Regions from separate parts of the Xenopus tropicalis genome. Here region 1 is linked to region 2. A link is a contact called in public Hi-C data. All regions are on one chromosome and are shown on one strand. The core of a region is the stretch at or near the end of the contact, and the rest is flanking DNA. Distances in the headings are between cores, read along the strand shown. Region 1 holds the start of tmem170b (transmembrane protein 170B). Region 2 holds the start of smim13 (small integral membrane protein 13).

What was found. A called contact is a pair of places that touch in the nucleus more often than the background predicts.
Region 1: a Hi-C map of neurula embryo shows a contact between it and region 2, with 4 times the contacts expected there. The contact joins the promoter of tmem170b here to the promoter of smim13 in region 2. A contact is called at or near these places in 4 of 5 Hi-C or Micro-C datasets (brain, gastrula embryo, neurula embryo and 1 more).

The regions. Positions count from the first base shown.
Region 1 is chr6:90,939,073-90,943,341 of UCB_Xtro_10.0, forward strand. It overlaps tmem170b (transmembrane protein 170B), which reads left to right and starts at 1,880. Exons shown (of 3, transcript XM_018095029.2): 1 at 1,880-2,406. The coding sequence starts at 2,310.
Region 2 is chr6:90,752,613-90,756,514 of UCB_Xtro_10.0, forward strand. It overlaps smim13 (small integral membrane protein 13), which reads right to left and starts at 1,768. Exons shown (of 3, transcript XM_002932667.5): 1 at 1,603-1,768.

The sequences.
Region 1 (4,269 bases), core at 630-3,129, 190 kb after region 2:
TTACTGACCCCTCACATCACTAGTCACCAGCATTACATGAAGGCCCCACCTGAGATTGGGAGTTGCATATATTGTATTCAGGGCCGCCATCAGGGGGGCACAGGGGGGACAATCGTCCCGGGCCCGGACGTTTTTTGTTTTAAAGGGGGCCCGGCCGCGCTAAAGTTTTCTTAGCTCGGGCCCCCTTTAATCAAGTCCGGGCCCTGCTTCCTCCGGCTCTGGCGGCGTCCTCCGCTATGTGCCGCTACTTCTCCGCTTTTATAAGGTTGCGCCCGTGCGTGCTGACGTAGCTAGGAGCTGCGGCACATACCGGAGGACACCACGGCAGCAGGCAGGCCCTGGGGGAAGCTGGAGAATGCTTTGGGGTGGGGGCCTGGGGGAAGCTGGAGAATGCTTTGGGGTGGGGCCCTGGGGGAAGCTGGAGAATGCTTTGGGGTGGGGGCCTGGGGGAAGCTGGAGAATGCTTTGGGGTGGGGGCCTGGGGGAAGCTGGAGAATGCTTTGGGGTGGGGCCCTGGGGGAAGCTGGAGAATGCTTTGGGGTGGTGGCCTTGGGGAAGCTGGAGAATGCTTTGTGGGGGGGCCCTGGGGGAAGCTGGAGAATGCTTTGTGGGGGGGCCCTTGGGGAAGCTGGAGAATGCTTTGTGGGGGGGCCCTGGGGGAAGCTGGAGAATGCTTTGTGGGGGGGCCCTGGGGGAAGCTGGAGAATGCTTTGTGGGGGGGCCTTTGGGGAAGCTGGAGAATGCTTTGTGGGGGGGCCCTTGGGGAGCTGGAGAATGCTTTGTGGTGGGCCCTTGGGGAAGCTGGAGAATGCTTTGTGGGGGGGCCCTGGGGGAAGCTGGAGAATGCTTTGTGGGGGGGCCCTGGGGGAAGCTGGAGAATGCTTTGTGGGGGGGCCTTTGGGGAAGCTGGAGAATGCTTTGTGGGGGGGCCCTTGGGGAGCTGGAGAATGCTTTGTGGTGGGCCCTTGGGGAAGCTGGAGAATGCTTTGTGGGGGGGCCCTTGGGGAAGCTGGAGGATGCTTTGTGGGGGGGCCCTGGGGGAAGCTGGAGGATGCTTTGGGTGGGGCCTGGGGGAAGCTGGAGAATGCTTTGGGGGGAAGCTGTTTAGGGGAGCACTGGCTGTTTAGGGGAGCCCTGGGCTGGCTAACAATGTTTTAGGGGGTACCTGCCCTGGCACCAATGAAAAATGTAACTGGACACCAATGTTTTAGGGGGCCCTGGCTACCAAAGTTTTATGTCCTTTGTATTGATGGGAGGGGCCATTGGGGGTGTGGGAGAAGGGGGGGGGCAGAAAACTTTATTGTGAGGGGCCCAGTGATTTCTGATGGTGGCCCTGATTGTATTCTGCAGGTTTTGCTACAGCCAGCAGTTCCATTTATCTCATCTCATTACATAAGTCTATGTATACACCAGGCACTAATCATGTGCCATATTCAGAAGGTTTGGTCTGGCTCTAAGCAGCCTGGCAATGCATTGTCAATTAGGATATCCAAGTTCAATAGTTGAGAGTAAACATCTGATTAGCTGCAACTACCTTGGGAAAAAGAAGCTGTGTCATTGTTTTACCTTTATTAAATATGTTTTATTAATTACCTTGGAATGAAGCATCATTTGTACCAACAAGGCAGCAACCCTGGCCTGGGACAGTGAGCTACTGTACACACAGCGCTATAAAGCTGCACCATATGCACACAACAGAAAGAAGCTGCTTACTAGCTATGGCACGAAACTAAATGGCCAGGTAAGGGCCAGGCCCTGTTGGTGGGACAGAAAGTGAAAAAGACAGAGGGAAGTTTTGTAAAGTGCAAGGCACCAGCCGATCCCTGCCCTCCCTGCCCCTGCTGGGCACTGTCTCTCTCTCCAGCTTCCCCCAGCGGCTGTGCCAGTCTCCTCCTCCAAGATGATGATGGTGGCTCGGGTGATGCTGATGATCCCAGGAAGGAGGGGACAGATGATGATGGTGTTGGTGGCAGCAGGTTGGCTGCTCAGCACCGGGCACTGCACACATTCACAGGGCTGGAGCCGGCCATTGCTGGCAGAGGTATAGCGGATCGCTGGGTGTCTGCAGGACTTGGGAAGGCTGGGGAAAGCCCTGCAGCAGCAGATTCTTTCCTCAATGTCTCCCCTGCGAGGCTGCTTCTCCTCCCCGGTCCAGCTGCGCCCACCACTCATCCCCAGGCCGTCCCTTTTTGGCCTCCTGCTGTTGGAACTCCTTGTGCTGCTGCTGGAGGAGGAGGAACAGCTGCCTGGGAGCCCCGGGACCAATAGCCCTGCCTCCTCCTCCAGCAGCCTTGCGGCGGAGCAAGAGAATGAAAGCACAGGGGGGGGACCATTCCATGATCAACCTGTCAGTACAGCAAGTCCTCAGCCTGTGGGCTCATGGGACGGTTCTGAAGAGCCTGACCGGTGAGTACTGGAGCATTACCCATCACGACCCCCCCCCCCCTAGGATTTGGTCGCGTCCAACACTCACGTGATTAGATAACAAGAATAGAAATTGTAGATATATTTTTCCTCGGTCACGAAGCTGCTCGCCCATCTGGCGCATAAAGGATGGGGGTGTTCGCAGGCGGCTGTCACTAGGTAAGCACACAGGTGCCATAAGCAAAAGTCCACTTGACTGCACTCCCGGAACTAGATCATAATGCGTTTATATAGGAGTTTGGGACACAGAATATCAGCGTTTCCAGCCTGTGGGGCTCTTTGTCAAGCTACACATTCAAAGCAAATCGTTCCCCCAACTACATGTATCCAGTGCCATCTAGTGGCCACCAGTAGAAATCGCAATCTGAATACAATATATACACATTACAACCTTTTTCAACTTTCCTAAATTTAAGTTGCTGGACACCAGGCCCCTTTTTAGCAGAATACTTTGACATTGCTGATCTCTCTGTTAACCTTTGTAACACTTTTAAGTCCCTGTATCCACTTACTGACCATTCTGGATGTTTGTCCCATATACACCATGCTGCAGGGAAACTTGATACTGTATATGGCAGGGGTTGTGGTACAAGAGAAATGGCCAGTGACTTGCATAGGTGTAAACATAAACATGTTTGCTCTTCCAGTGTTTATTACAACAATCATTTTTGTAAAAATTATTTTTAAAGGCAAACTCAGTGCTGGCAATCTTTCTCATTCTTTTTGTGTGCAAATGTATTATTGCCCTGCACTGGTAAAAGTTGTGTGTTTGCTTCATAAAGACTACTAAAGTTTGTACCTGTATAAACAAAGCTGCTGTGTAGCCATGGGGGCAGCTATTCAATTTAAAATAGGGCTAAATGGTGCAGGTTAGATAGCAGATAACAGATATTCTACAGACCTTATCTGTTATTTGCTATGTAATCTGAACATTTTCTCATTTTTTCCAGATTGAATGGCTGCTCCCATGGCTACACAGCAGCTTTTTATATACTATAGTAGTCTTTCTGAAGCAAACACAGAACTTATACCAGGGCAGGGCAACAGTACTTAATATTTTAACTACTTTAAAACACATTTATTTTTGGTCTTACTGTTTCTTTAATAATTCAATATACCCAAGATTTACTTATATAATCAACAGAGCCTTACAAATATGTTTTAGCTGAAGCCCTGTTGAACAGGGAGTATACTGGCCCTTTAAAATGTTTAAGTGCAAAATGGGTCTGGACTCATAATGTTCTGGCCTCCTTACAGCAACTTCCCTATCCCCTCAGTAGACCCTGCATCCCAGACCCCCTGCCCCCCACTGTATGCCCTGGTTCTGCTGTATGGTAGTTATACCATTGGTGATAGAGATGTTAATAAGCAAGTTTATTATTAGTGAATCATCTTGCATCTGTAATTAAGTTTAGGCTAATTTCTTCAGAGAGCTAGGGGAGCAGTGGGACAGTTTGAGAGAAATGTTCTCTCCTTTTTAATATTAACACAGCCATATCGCTTACTGTTGATACCCACTAGAATTAGTGTGCCAAATACTACTTATAAAAGTGCAGTTAGTGATGTCTTTAAAGAACCCTATCTGATATCAAAGTAAGTGGATAGCAACAGTGTTTTAATATGAATAACATTTGGGGTACCACATTTCCAGAAGCACATGCAGAGAATAAACCTAGGCTAGAAAATAAACCTAGAGAAATAAATGTAAGCTAGGGAGGCTCTGTATCTCACTGAATAGTTGTTTTATGTAGAACCATTGAAAGGCATCATCACCTATAAACTGTTTCCTTTTTCCAAGACATCGCCGACACCGTGTTTGTACTACAGAAGGATTGCTATGATCTC
Region 2 (3,902 bases), core at 518-3,017:
AGCAAAAAAAAAAAAACTGTAGCTTTGTGAGGTTATCATTTTATTATTATTGTTACTTTTAATTCCTTATCTTTCTATTTAGTCCCGCTCCTATCGGTATTCCAGTCACGTATTCGAACCATTGCCTGGTTGCTAAGGTAAACAAGGCCCTAGCAACCAGATAGCTGCTAAAATTCCAAACTGGAGAACTGCTGAACAAAAAGCTAAAAACTCAAAACCACAAAAAAATCCAAAATGAAAACCACCTGCAAATTGCTTCAGAATATCAATGTTTATGTCATACTAAAAGTTAATTTAAAGGTAAACAACCCCTTTAAATAGTGGGTACCTGCACCATCAATTACCAACAACATAACAGGATTGGAAGACTTAAAGAGCCAGTTCACCGTTATATAACCTATGGTATGTTACAGGACCATTCTAAGCAACTGGTTCCTATGGTAATTATTCACCTTCCCCAACTGCCTATTTTTAGTCTGTAGCTGAAAATGCTGTCTGATTACTAGGATTCACTGACTCCCAACAATAGCAAAAAAAAAAAAAAAAAAAAGACTCAGTATAAAGCTTCAGTTGTGTAACTATTCTTATTTCTGTAATTCTTATTTTCCTTGTCAGGCCCTCTGCTAATCATATTTCATTTTATAGGGGCTGATTAACCCTCTAGCAACTAGATACAAGTTTAAATTCCATACCTGAATTTAGCTGCAGAATAAGGTATGCAAATACTTCTAAAACCATAGATAAAAACCATGGACCAACAGCAATTTGTCTTAGAATTATGCCACCTACAACATATAAAAGGTCAAACCCCCATTAAACCTTGTTCTTTTTTAAAGGATAAGCTTAATAAGTATAACAAAAACACACCTTGATTTGGGGAATAACCCATATAAAGTACTTGCTATAAATTGCCTGCGGCTGCAGTTGCTACACGCCACATAGAATGATGGAATCTAGCAAAGCGAGAGCATAGTGTTCTAGCCTAGAATGACTAACACAGCACCGCCTTGGCTTATTTTCATTGGACACTGCAGTTATGTGATCTCTATGCTCTGTACATCTTTGCCAGCAGTTTTAGCTAATGACAAAACCAGGCAGGATAAAAGAATCCCTACTTCCCTCTGTGTGTAGGAACTGATCAAGAGTTACTGATATAATATATATATGTGTGTGTGTGTGACAAAGCTGTTTAACATGTGTCTATTCTATCTCATAAATAACTTTATTAACTTTTAAAAATGTATATGTAATCCTCATAACCAGCACATAATTGTATGTAATGCAGCATCATTCCCCTAAAGCCAGTGGTCCATACAGTTGCAGCTGAGTTTGGGTTCAGTCTGGTGACATATGTTGGCACTTATGCGATGGTCCTACAACAATGCTACTATGCACATTTGTGCCCAACCCTGTGGAACAACGAGATGTCCTAGTAATGCTGCTAATAAGAGAATTATGATCCTACTGTGCGACCCTCTCACTGTATGTGTGTAGTGCCAGGAGTGTATATGTGTACAAGCCACCATGCCCATAATGAGTGTGTTTCCCTGTAGGTGCCCAGCGATGTATGGGTGACCTTGGCAAACTGCCCTTCGCACTCACAGGAAGGAAGCCGGGATCAGAGCAGAGGCTCCGGTAGCGTCTGGTCTCCCTACTTCCCCTGGTCCGGGAGCTGCAAACAATGAAACGGAACCTCTTCCAAGGGCCGCTCATCGCACGGTCATCGCGCCGCTCCTCCCCTCTCTTACGCCTATTGGTCCTTCAGCGATTGACGACCAATCAGATTAGCATGGTGGACAAGCCGGTAGACGACAGATGCCACGCCCCTTTGTCCCTTAGCAAAGTATATGAAAGGCTGTCACTGCGGCAGCTGCACTGGGGAGGAGAGTTGCACAGGACAGGATCGGTCAGGAGGCGGGGATGTGCGGGGAAATGGGCGGGAGTAAAGTGCAGCTTTGCCTCGCAACAGGAAGCGGTTTAGACAGGCTTATTAGAGCATGTGTGGGTGAAAGGTAAATGCTTCATAACCTATACCGGACAAAGAGCTAACTTACCCAACAACTGACTATTAAAGTTCCCACTCGTTATTGCTATTAGCAATTAGATTAATGAAGCAATATCAGGGATAGTGATTGTGCACAAAGGGCCTGGATCATGAAAAGTGGGGAGTTTTTTTTTTATTTGCATAGAAAAGAACAAGTGGGCAGTGTTTGGACTTGAGGAACAGAACTTTGTTGCAGTGTATGTGGTTCTTTAGGGTGAGGGCGGTGAGGTTGCTGTGGCAGGTTCTATTCATGCAGTTAAGAGTGGCTTCTTGAGCAAGTGCAATATCAAGATTATTGTAAGATCTACAGTTACTTTTAAGGAGACCTGGCACCCACACATAAAAAGCTGTTTAATAAAAGTCCTTTAATGATTAAAAATGAAACCCAAATTCTTTTTTTTAATTAAATTATCCATACCTGCAGGGTTGGACTGGGGGGTGCAGGTGCCCCAGCCACGTCCCCTAACCCCCCCCCAGGGGCCCCCCTAACCCCCCCGCAGGGCCCCCGCCTGACGTCCTCCCCGAGTGCGTATAAATTGAACACGTCGGGGAGGAACAGTCAGTAGGGGGGAGCGCCGGCTAGGGTCGGAGTGGGCCGCTGGGGCCCACTAGGGCTGGGGCCCACCGGGATTTTTCCCGGTGTCCCGGCAGCCCAGTCCGACCCTGCATACCTGTTATAAATGGATTTAAAAATCTGAGCTGTCAATCATATATTGCCTGCCCTGCCTCTATGCCGCTCAGATTTTTAATTGCAATTACTTTAATATTCCATTCTGTACTTCCTTGATATCACCTAGATGTTAAATGTATAAGATTTTGGGGCGATACAAAGCTTTCCTTAATAACAGTATCCACAAAATGGTGCCGACCTGCTAGCTGTGAGTGTAAATTCCAAGACTGACAGGGACCTTGGCCTTGTTCTCAGATGAGGAGCCGGCAAACATTCAGCAGCAGCTCTCAACTCAGGCCAGAACAGCAAATGTGGCCCCCCAGGAACCTGAGAAAGATAGGTTCCACAAATCCCTAATAAGGCATCATAAAGCCTTAAAGTGATACTGACACGAAAAAACAACTTTTTAAAATATGAATCTACATAAAAAGTTGCCTATAGGTCGTGTTGATCATTTTTTGCTGATATGGCTGCTTTTGTAAGTAATTGTTACTTGAAATTCCAAAACCTGACTGTTTTGCCAACCTGACTGTCCCTTCTCAGCCTGTCTGTTATAGCTTCTAATGCTAACGGCCTACTGCTGGACAAATATGGCCGCCCCCTCATAGAGGAACATGGGGGATCAGATAGGGAATGTAAATGCTTGGACAAATACTTTATGGCAAAATTATAAATAGCATGCAAAGACAATGTTATGACCGATGTAAAAAAGGTTTCATTTCTGGTGTCAGTATCTCTTTAATGAAATAATTGGACACCATGCATGTCGACTTGTGTGTGGCAACTAACGCCTACAATGCCAGTCAGGCACGGCAAGCTGCACATGAGTTGGCCATGTTGTAGCCAGCATCTCCTGAAAAAAAAAACATGTAATAAGATGCTGCAAACATTTTGCAGCATCTTATTACATGTTTTATTTTTTCAGGAGATGCTGGTTACCCGTGAGCTGCTTCCAGTCTCCCTGTGTCAAAACACGGGCCTTTTGCAACAGATGTGACAGTGTGAGACTGATAGGTGACACTACAAGTAGCTGCTTTCACTCTCCCAGTGGCAAAAGAGGGCACTTTACAAATTGCAAAACAAGCTTATGCCAGGCAGGGACTGGTTTTACAGTGGGGGACAGAAAGCAAATGTGTTGTGCTAGACATGACACAAATAATTACCTAACAGCCACCCATGAGGCATTTG